Linked DNA regions of Mus musculus: all the other regions are linked to region 3. The links are chromatin contacts, called in public promoter capture Hi-C maps. All regions are on one chromosome and are shown on one strand. The core of a region is the stretch at or near the end of the contact, and the rest is flanking DNA. Distances in the headings are between cores, read along the strand shown. Region 1 holds the start of Lrr1 (leucine rich repeat protein 1). Region 2 holds the start of 9330151L19Rik (RIKEN cDNA 9330151L19 gene). Region 3 holds the start of Tomm20l (translocase of outer mitochondrial membrane 20-like).

What was found. Promoter capture Hi-C pulls out the DNA fragments that hold promoters and counts their contacts.
Region 1: a promoter capture Hi-C map of neutrophils shows a contact between it and region 3, with 3 times the contacts expected there. The contact joins the promoter of Lrr1 here to the promoter of Tomm20l in region 3. A contact is called at or near these places in 2 of 39 promoter capture datasets (neutrophils and pre-B cells).
Region 2: a promoter capture Hi-C map of neutrophils shows a contact between it and region 3, with 5 times the contacts expected there. The contact joins the promoter of 9330151L19Rik here to the promoter of Tomm20l in region 3.

What each region holds. Positions count from the first base shown.
Region 1 is chr12:69,167,068-69,170,422 of GRCm38.p6, reverse strand. It overlaps Lrr1 (leucine rich repeat protein 1), which reads right to left and starts at 1,609. Exons shown (of 4, transcript NM_001081406.2): 1 at 1,361-1,609. The coding sequence starts at 1,567.
Region 2 is chr12:69,194,904-69,198,769 of GRCm38.p6, reverse strand. It overlaps 9330151L19Rik (RIKEN cDNA 9330151L19 gene), which reads right to left and starts at 1,559. Exons shown (of 2, transcript NR_033222.1): 1 at 1,155-1,559; 2 at 1-1,042. It overlaps Dnaaf2 (dynein, axonemal assembly factor 2), which reads left to right and starts at 341. Exons shown (of 3, transcript NM_027269.4): 1 at 341-2,278. The coding sequence starts at 485.
Region 3 is chr12:71,109,781-71,113,613 of GRCm38.p6, reverse strand. It overlaps Tomm20l (translocase of outer mitochondrial membrane 20-like), which reads right to left and starts at 2,186. Exons shown (of 5, transcript NM_029227.1): 1 at 2,034-2,186; 2 at 1,865-1,908. The coding sequence starts at 2,169. Gm32906 (a long non-coding RNA gene) reads left to right here. Exons shown (of 3, transcript XR_381662.3): 2 at 239-536; 3 at 1,921-2,863.

The DNA.
Region 1 (3,355 bases), core at 360-2,859, 1.9 Mb after region 3:
GAATTCCAGGCCAGATCTACAGAGTTCCAGGACAGTTGAGCTACACATAGTAAGAGCCTGTTTTAAAACAACAACAACAACAACAACTGGCTCTTGGAACTGGCGCGTGCCTTTAATCCCAGCAACTGGGACAGATGGGACAGAAACAGCAGAAATTTTTATGAGTTTGAAGCCTGCCTGGTCTACAGTGAGCTCCAGACCAGCCATAGTTACAGAGCAAGACCTTGTCTCAATACATACATGTATACATTTAATTTTTTTTTCTCCTAGAACTGCAGTGTAAAGTCTTAGCTGAACTTAGCTGAAGGACAGGATAAAAGACAACATAGAACCAGACTCCTTAATAGCCTAGACAGGCAGGATTTAGATTAATGCCTGGGTGGAAGACGTTGTTAAAATGGTAGAATCTTTGCCTATCTTGCCTGTCATGCATAAAGCCCTAGGTTCTGCCCTCAACACAGTAGTACAAACCAGGTGTGTAGTGGTAACCCCAGAACTTGGGCGGGCTGTAGAGGCATGTGGATCAGGAAGTCAAGGTCCTCCTTACCACTACTAGCCTAACATGCACAAGGTCCTGGGCTCCATCCCCAACACTCCAAAATTAAATGGATGAATGAATAAATAAAAATAAGTAACTTGAATAAGATAATGCTCTCTTCTCTCAACTAAGCATTTGTTGTGGATTATAATATGTGAGGTAAAGAATCCCGAAAACAGCTGGGCGTGGTGGTGCACGCCTTTAATCCCAGTACTTGGTAGGCAGAGGCAGGCGGATTTCTGAGTTCGTGGCCAGCCTGGTCTACAGAGTAAGTTCCAGGACAGCCAGGCCTACACAGAGAAACCCTGCCTTGAAAAACCAAAAAAAAAAAAAAAAAAGAATCCCGAAAACATAACATCCGCTAAAAAATCAGATGCAGGGTGAGGGACTCATTCCCTTATCTCCATTCATAGTTGACACAAAGACATCTTGTTTTGATCAAATAGCACTGCCTGGTAATGGAGGAAAACGGATTTTATAAACCTCGTTTTCAAACCTCCGGTTCAGACAGACTAGACTGGAGTTGGCCACCCGTCTCTGGACCTAAGTCGGGTCAAGCATTTTCTAAACAAATAACAGAGAGGATACATGTGGCAAACCTCTTCAACAACAACAACAATAACAACCACTCAAGTTTGGATAGTATTCATTGTTACATGCATTTTCTGTGTGCTGGAGATTTAACCAAAAGCCTCATATGCTGCTCTGCTTCAGTGTCGGAGGCTTGTACCCCGGCGGGATCGCTGTCTACCAACTCATACCCGCAGAAGCCAGCAGCTAAAGTAAGGAGGCGTGGGTGCTCAAGACGCTGGGGGCGCGTACCTTGTAGCTGGTTCCCTGCCTGTCCTTCATGGTGGAGACCAGCAGGCAGGCGTGGCCGCCCGGCTCTGCTCTTGCCTCAGGCTGCAGCTCATTCCTGCCCGGGGCCTGGCACAGGCTCACCACCGCTCGCACGCCCTTGCCTCGGCTCTTGAGCCCTAAGGTTGGCAAATGACAGCTACGGACCTCCACCTCGCAGGGCAGCCTCATCTTGCAGCTAAGTCGCCCGCTGGCCCGCAGGCTTTAAAACTTGGCGCCTCCCGCCTGACAGGTCTGCCGGGGTCCTCGCGATAGAGGTGTCCATGGTGCGCCTAAACCCATCGGCTTTGTGGCTTCTCGGAGTCCCACTCCAGTTTCCACGTAGAATGGTGGAATGCCCATGTTTTAGCATTATTTAACTTTTAATGACAGAACCTCTGCGTGCTCCGGAGCGCCCGGAGGATTTGTCCTCTGTTTTCGGACAGGCGGCCGCCGAGGGCACCATGTCCTTAAGCTGGGGGCGTGGTAGGTGTGGGTGTGTGCTGCCCGTCCTGGTGTTTCCCGCGCCCTTTGCTAGAGGCCAGCGGACCCGGGGATGGGGATAGCTGGAAGGCTGGTGTCACCTTGTTTATAGACACACACCCCAGCGAGAAAGCATTCTTGTTGGGCATTGCAAGTCAGAGCGGAGCTTTAGGTGACAATAACTGGCAAGGCAATTCCTGTTGAGCAAACTTTACTTTGCAGCCATGGTCGGCCTTGGAAAGGCAGTGGAGACCCACATTCACGCCTCATTTACTGAGCCCGTGGCGGTGGGAGATACCCTGGAGGGTCCCCCACCCGGTCAGAGGAGAAGGGGAGTGAGGGGAGGGTTGTGGGAGGGGATGAGCGGGATGTAAAGTGAATATGTAAAAAAAAAAAAAAAAAAACACTGCACACATCGGGTTGTCTTACCTTCAATGTCCTCGGTATCAACTTTCAAGTAAAAGCTACGAAATTGCTCAGCGACACTTATTTATTTGTTTGTTTGTTTGTTTATTTGTGTATCTATCTATCTATCTATCTGACCCCGGGCTAGGGAAGCGCTTACTCTCAGGTGAAGTGGTGCATTAGAAAACCCCCTTGCCTTACCTTGTAGTAAACAATTAATACAAGTTACACACTTGCAATTGTGAAATGGCTTTCAGAAATACCAATTTTCAATTTAACCGTGGCAAAATTCAAAATTATGATTTAGCCTTCAACGGACATCCCTGTTTACATATAACATGGTGAATTGTATCCGTGTTGGTTTCACATCCTCAAAACCACGTATTCAGGAGATAGGCAAAGACAATCAATTTGCACCCCACCACAAAAAATTCTCTTACACATTCATATGTTTTTAGTTGCTTAACATTTTTTTCTCCAGGCATTGTCACCTAAAGCTCTGCTGGGACTTGACATATGCTCCCTGATAGAGCATCAAAACATTTATTTTATTTTATGTATTCATTTTTTGGTTTTTCGAGACAGGGTTTCTCTGTATAGCCCAGGCTGTCCTGGAACTCACTTTATAGATCAGGCTGGCCTCAAACTCAGAAATCCAGCTGCCTCTGACTCCCAAGTGCTGGGATTAAAGGCGTGCGCCACCACAGCCCGGCACATCAAAACATTAGCAGCATTCTCAGGCTTATGGAAAAATTATATTTAAGCAAACCAGAATTTTTCAAGGACCATTAGGCTTCATAAATTACCTATTTTCGGTATTTGGGTGGATAATAGTAGAGATCGAAAATAGAACACCTGGGCTGGTGAGATGGCTCAGTGGGTTAGAGCACCCGACTGCTCTTCCGAAGGTCCAGAGTTCAGATCCCAGCAGCCACATGGTGGCTCACAACCATCCGTAACAGGATCTGACTCCCTCTTCTGGAGTGTCTGAAGACAGCTACAGTGTACTTACATATAATAAATAAATAAATCTTTAAAAAAAAAAAAAAAAAAAGAAAGAAAATAGAACACCTTCCTAAAGTATTACAGTTG
Region 2 (3,866 bases), core at 310-2,809, 1.9 Mb after region 3:
AAGGGTTTCTGGGAGACAACTATAAGGTGGAATACCTGAAAATGGTAAGGGTTTACTAACGTTGGTTCCACAAAGTAAAGAGAGTCAGATAAAGTTAGGTTTGTGAATTAGCTAGTAAACTTCTCTCTTGTTGGTGAAATTAAACAGTTAATAAGATAAAGACACAGCGCTGAAGATGAGGACAGTTACCACAATAGACTGCAAAGTACACGTATCCTGACACAGTAATTTAAAACCTGTAGCAGGTAGTGTCTGCTTGGTTTGAAGTAACAGTGGAGCCTATTTCTAGCATTTCTACCAGATCGCTGCCCCTCCTCCCAGGCGTTACTATGGCAACAAAGCACGCGCTGCCCGGCCTTGACAATCCAGCCGTTACCTTCTTGGACTGGTCAGTTCTCCATGAGCCAGACTCTGAAGCGCATCCTAGACACTCAATTCACCCTGATCCTTCACTGGGTCTGGGCATTGGGCCGTGTGGGTCACCATGGCCAAGGCGGCGGCCTCCTCAGCGCTGGAGGACTTGGATCTGAGCAGAGAGGAGGTGCAGCGGTTCACCTCCGCCTTTCAGGACCCAGAGTTCCGCCGAATGTTCTCCGAGTACGCCGCGGAGATCACGGACCCCGAGAACCGGAGGCGCTACGAGGAGGAGATCACAGCCCTGGAGCGGGAGCGTGGGGTGGATGTGCGGTTCGTGCACCCTGAGCCGGGCCATGTGCTGCGTACCAGCCTGGACGGGGAGCACCGCTGCTACGTGAACGTGTGCAGCAACTCACTGGTAGGCGTACCTAGCAGCCGGCCCGGCCCGGGGCGCGGCGGCACGGCAGCTGGCAGCCACTGGTCCCTGCCCTATAGCCTGGCTCCCGGCCGCCAGTATGCCGGCCGCAACGGCGCCCGCTACACCGTCTACGACGTGGTCTTCCACCCCGAAGCGCTGGCGCTGGCCCGGAGCCACGAGCGCTTCCGCGAAATGCTGGACGCCACGGCCCTGGAGGCGGTGGAGCAGCAGTTCGGCGTCAGGCTGGACCGCAGGAACGCCAAGACCCTGAAGATCAAGTACAAGGGGATGCCCGAGGCCGCAGTGCTCCGCACGCCCCTACCCGGGGGCGTCCCGGCCCAGCCCGAGGGGGAGCCACCAGGGCTTTTCCCGGACCCACCATATCCATACCGCTACCCCGCGGCAGCGGCGGCGAACACTGCCCGCTCGCCCGCGTCCCCCGCTCCCGAGGCCGTGCAGCGCCCAGAGCCCACGGAGCCGCGCTGCTCCGTGGTGCAGCGCCACCACGTAGACCTCCAGGATTACCGCTGCTCGCGCGACGCGGCCCCGAGCACCGTGCCGCACGAGCTGGTGGTCACCATCGAGCTGCCGCTGCTGCGCTCGGTCGAGCGGGCGGAGCTGGAGGTGAAGGGGAAGCTGCTGTGCCTGGACTCGAGAAACCCCGACTACCGGCTGCGGCTCTCGCTGCCGTACCCGGTGGACGACGGCCGCGGCAAGGCACAGTACAACAAGGCGCGGCGGCAGCTGGTGGTCACGCTGCCGGTGGCGCTGGCCGACGCGCGCCAGGAACCCCCGGCCGCGACACCGGAAGAGCCCGCGGAGGAGACCGGAACTGACGACGTAGCCCGCACTTCCGCGGGCGATTTTGCAGCGGCGCGGGAAGAGTCTGCAGATGGAACCGGAGCTGACCACGGGGAGAAGAGCGGTGTGGGAGCCCCAGACCCCGGGGCTGCACACGCTGAAGGGGAGCTCGTTCCCGAACCGGAGCAGGACTTCGGAGGGGACTCGGTGGCACCTCTAGACCTCGGGAAAGGGACTTCTCCTGGGGACCGAAGCCTCCCTTACTCTGCTTTCCCGGGCGGCGACACCGAATCCCTGTGCGGAGACCCCGGTGTCCAGACGAATGAGGAGCAGGAGAGGACCCGCCACGACACCGCGGGCTCAGCCATGGGTGACCCCGGAACCGAGAGCATCGCACCCGTGTGCCCTCCTTTACAGTGTAATCAGGACGAAGACTCCTTGACTTTGCTCATCCAAGTGCCTGGGATTCTGCCACAAACTCTTCACGGACATCTAAGCCCCGTCGGTTACGAATTGTGCTTCTCTACACAAGACTCGGGTTATTCCTGCACTTTGCAGTTTGCTCCAGAGAATAAGTTGAGTACCAGAGAACCCGAGACTAGCGTTTCTTTAAATAATGCAGTCATAGTACTGGCAAAATCTCCAGAGAGCCACGGACTTTGGCGAGAGTGGTATTGTGGCTTGAACAAGGAGTCTTTGGAGGTAACCGTTCTCACTATTTGAAATACTCTATCTTACTTTAAACATTTTTTGTTACAGGCACATAAACAAATATTTTCTATCTATTCATACGATGACAGTGCAGGCTAAGCTCATTCTCAAAGAGAAGATTGCACGTATTCTATCCTAAGGATGCTCTTAAGCCTTCACGGTTGACCCGTATTACACCTGTTTACTCGGGGTCCACCGACTAGAAAACCAGTGGATTTTAGTGACTTCTCTCTAGACTTCTGGAAATGTATGCAAGAAATTGAGGGTTCAGTCTCTCCTGAGAAAAAGGTTATAACTATAGTTAGTAAGATCTTGTCTCAAAAAAACAAGTGTGTGTGTGGATTGGGCACTTGGTAATTTTGTTTGAGGTTTATATCAAAGTTATATGTAAACTGCAACAGTGAAGAGGCTAAGGTGTAGTTCGGTGGCAGAGTGTTGGCCTGCAGCCTCCCAGAAAGTCAAGTTGTCACAGACAACAATAGCTTTGTAGACTGTTCAACCCTGAGCTCTGAGCTCCAGCCTGCCAAAACAGTTCACTTCTTCTAGATGTTTTTCTAAATCACAGTGGGATTAAGGCATATTTGAAGACTTAAGTAGATTTATTATAATTATACCATTAATTATTATCACCTGTGATGGGGCTAATGGGATCATAAAACCCGTTCTTTTATTTTATACTATACTGTATCAAGCCCCAAGTATCGGACATAATGATGCGTTCAGGAGCGTTACACCCTAACGTTCAGGAGCCTGAGGCAGGAGGATTATGAGTTTGAGGCCAGTTTTTTTTTTTTTTTTTTTGGTTTTTCGAGACAGGGTTTCTCTGTATAGTCCTGGCTGTCCTGGAACTCACACTGTAGACCAGGCTGGCCTTGAACTCAGAAATCCGCCTGCCTCTGCCTCCGGAGTGCTGGGATTAAAGGCGTGTGCCACCACACCCAGCTTGAGGCCAGTTTTATAGTGAGACACAGTCCTAAAAAAAAAAGAAAATTGGGAGTAGTGAGACATACAGTAATTTCATTACTATATATGTTTTTATGAAACTAGTCATAGAGAGACTCGTGGCTTTCAAGGCCAGAATTGTCACTTTACACATAAAAAGTACTAAATACATATTTATTTACACCCTAAGTAGTAACTAAGTTTTAGGGCCAGTGAATTCAGCCACTCATAATAAAATCAGTCATTAGGATAAATATGAATTTTCTGTAGTTACCATTTCCATATAGATATTTCCTTGAATTCCTGAGAATTCAAAATATTTGGTGTATCTTTTTTTCAGAATGAAGCAGAGGTAATAAATGAATGAATATAAGACCATGAATCTCAAATGTTAGCAAGGCAAATTGCTCTAAATATAAAATTATTCTAATCCATTAGTTCTCTTGCAAATTCAAATATTGTTTAATTTAATTGAACATAACTTGAAACATATCTCTAATTTTTGTCCCCCCTCTTTGGACCACCTAATAATCTTTACTTTGTAATTACAATATTATTTAAATAAAAGCACAGAAGATAATTTTATTTGAGGTAACACTGAACCAATCTTATAAATTAGTTTAAATATGGTTAAATG
Region 3 (3,833 bases), core at 937-3,436:
GCCTCAGATCAACGGCAGCCCCAAAGCCTTATGTAGGAAAAATTGGATTTTTCCAAAACTGTCAACAATATTCCCTGTGAAGACATGTTTTCTGAGCCCTGTCTCTCTGTTCGGACTTGGAGTCTAGTTCCTTTCTGCTCGAAATCGAGCAGCCCTCAGTGCTGTGGAAAGAGTTGCTTCCTGGCACGTTCCTATCTCTGCATGCGCTTCAACACTGTTGTTCTCTTCCGGTGTCCAGTGAATATACAGTATTCAGCCCCTGACTGCTTGCCCCTGGGAATGCAGCCCAGCATATGATGAGGACCCACAAACTACATGACAAGGTCACATGCAGGAGCATGCGAACAGTTCCAGCTAAGTGAACACTCAGCATCAACTGGCAGGCGTGATGGGATGTGCTTTCAAGATAACCGACTCAACATAACTCCCCGGAGCCAGCCCCGCCACTGTGGAGCAACTGTGTTATTCTCCGCCCAAACCTGCTCAGACTGCAGATTCAGGAGCCAAGCACTAAGGAGAGCAAGCTTAACCCAACAGTAAGCAACCTGAGTAGCCACTGTGCTAATTCCACACTGGAAAGGTTCTGTCTCTCTCCAGGCTCTTGTTACATTGGCTGGCTTTGGGAGCCTACTCCCTTCTATTGCTGTCCTCCGCCAGACATGTCTCACACATAATAGGACCTTAAGTAGGCACAAGCTGATCACCTGAAAGATGGGAAGGTGAGAGTTCTCATGCGCTTTTAGGCTCATGTGAGTTAACAAAAGCTGGACCAATAGCCAAGATGACCGAATCCTCTTTAAAAATAACTAATAAGGGAGAGGGCTGAAGAGGGTGGCTTGGTAGTCAGGAACACTGGTTGCTCTTCCTGAGGACCAAGGTTCAATTCCCGGCATCTGTACCGCAGCTCACAACTTTCTTAGCTCCAGTCCCAGGCGATCAGATGCTCTCTTCTGACCCCTAAATGCTACCATTGATAGCCACATATGGCTGGGAAAACATCCATACACACTAGAATAAGAGGCAGTTTTTAAAAGTGACTAATACAGACAGTATTAATTCATCAGGTTAAAAAGCACTTTCCAGCAAACCTGACCCCCTGAGTTAGACACATGGGACCAGCGACAGAAGTGACTGGACCTCACAAGTTGTCCTCTGACCATCACATATGGGCCATCTTCCTCCTCTGTCTAAAAAATAATAATCACCATCAAAACCCAACTAGTCAATCATAATCTATGTTGGCCTGGGGGGCCTAGGCATCCTGTGAGGATATGAGAAGGACCAAGTTTCTCTTCTTTCTTCTAAGTTAAAAAAAAAAAAAAGAGTGCCCGTCCCTACCACATGTAATTTACAGATGCCTTTCTCTCTCTAACAGTGTTCTCTTTGGCCCAGGCTAACCTTGAACTCCCTCCTGTCTCAGCCTCCCAAGCGATGATTCTGCACACTGAGTATCAAGCCCTGTTTATACTTAAAAACAAAACATAAACAATAAGAAAAACTTTTTTTTTAAATGTGTATGGGTGTTTTGCCAGCATGTATGTCTGCAACCATGTGCATCTCTGTCGCTTCCTGGAGGACAGAAGAGGGTGACAGATCCCTTGGGATTGGAGTTACAGATGGTTGTGAGCTACCCTGTGGGTGCTGGCAATCAAACCTGAGTCCTCTGAAAGAGCAGCCAACCCTCTTGGCCGCTGAGCCATCCCACCAGATCTTCATAATGTGTCCTTACCAGACCCACTTTTCCTTTCTTTCCTTCCCCTTTATAATTAGAAGGTTAAAACTTTATAAAGCAGGTGTGCCACACTGGCAGGCCTCTTCTCCCTGGGCTTCTAGAAGGTTCCTTGGCGGGTCTGCTGCACCTCACCTGCCTGGCGGGCGCCTGGGCCTTGGGCTGTCCAGCTCTTCTCTCTGCAAACACAGGCACGAGCTGGCTGGGAAAGCCAGGTAGCATGGACACGGGTGACCGGGGCACCGGTTTGGGAACCAGCCCGGGCTTGGCCGCCCTCCCTCCCGCCGACCGCACTGGCACTCACTGTCCTGCAGGCGGCGGCGGAATGCGGGGTCTCGGTGCCGCCTCCAGTCCAGGTAGACGCAGTAGCTGAGTAGGACGACCGCGCCGCCCGCTGCCAAGCCCGCCAGGAGACCGACGCCAAGACGGACGCTGGGCATTGGGTTGCCCTGCGAGCGTTGGGCACGGGCCAGCCACACGTGAGCAAACCCCGGGTCCCGAACCCAGGACTCGGGAATTCTGAGCCTTCTCCAGCCTGACAAGACCATTTCCTGTGGCCAGGGCATGCAGTGTCCTTGGGTCGCCTGGATTTCCCTTGCACTTCAATTGGCCCCACGTTATCTCAACTTAGCCCTGGTCAGGCTGGCCAGCCTCCTCCTGTAGGTCCCCAGAACACTCACAATCCAAGTTCTCCACCCACCATAACTCAGGAGAGGGAAAGGAATCGGAAGTAATAATATAGAAGAAAAGCAAACAAAATCATTTTGCCGGTGCTTTTCCCTTTATGTTTGTTTTATTCAGCAAACACAACAAAAGAATACACAGATTTTGTCTCAAAGATCATAAAGGCATTACAAAGCTAAACCTTGTTGTTTTCGTCGTTGTTTTTCAGAGACAGGTTTTCTCTGTAGCAGTGGCTGTCCTGGAACTCACTCTGTAAACCAGGCTGGCCTAGCCTCTGCCTCCCTGAGCACTGATGCTGGGATTAAATTCGTTTGTAATTTACATGTATGGCTGTTTGCCTGTAGGTGTATATCCATGTGTGATGGGCATGCTCAATGCCTACAAAAGAAGGTGTCTGGTCCCTGGAACTGGAGTTACTGACAGTTGTGAACAACCATGTGTACACTGGTAAACCCTTGCCCTCTACAAGAGCAACAAATGCTCTAAACCACCAAGCCATCTCTCCTAGGCCTGTTTTAATTCTTTACTTTGTTTGTTTGCTTGCTTGCTTGTTTTTGTTGAGACAGGGTTTCTCTGTGTAGCCCTGGCTGTCCTGGAGCTCACTCTGTAGACCAGGCTGGCCTGGAACTCAGAAATCCACCTGCCTCTGCCTCCCCAAGTGCTGGGATTCAAGGCGTGCGCCACCACCACCCAGTCTGCTTTAATTTTCAACCGTCCATGTAGCTCATGGTGGCCTGAAACTCTCCATCCTCCTGCCTCAGTTCCAAAGTCCTTAAATAGTTTTTGTTGTGCATTATTCAACTGTACTTACTAATTCACTGTTAACTACCATTATTGTCATAGCAAGGCACCCTATCTGCCCTGAATACCAGTGAGATTAAGAAGTCCCTGTCCTTGGTCTTAGACGTAGTGAAAGTTACACACTGCTTTCCTGAATAGTGCATGTTCTTCCTATGATAACTAAAGTCTTCTATTTGCAAAAGTTTATTATAAAAACAAAAACTGGCTGTCATTACAGGACAACGTCATGGTCTGTTGTAGCTGGGACTGTTGTGTGACAACATTTTCCCTGGGGAGACAACACACACATTTCCTCACCTCAGGTAGAAGTCCTACAACTGACCTAAGTACAAACACCACCGAAATCCAACTTGGTGAACCAGTGAGTTTTTATTGGAGTTACAGGAGTCGGGGTTCGGGGCCAAAGGAGCAGGAATGACTCAGAGACATCTGCATCCCCACAGCCCACTCCAGCACGGGTGACAGCCCACAAAGCAGGGGACCTGGAGCATACTGCACAGCCTGCAGGCAGCTCACCAGGGGGGAGTGGCCTTTCCAGGTGACTCAGTTGGTCTGAACTTCCAGGCATGTCTTCTCTGTAGCTCAGCTTCCTTCTATCTGAGGGAGTCCCAGTTTTTGT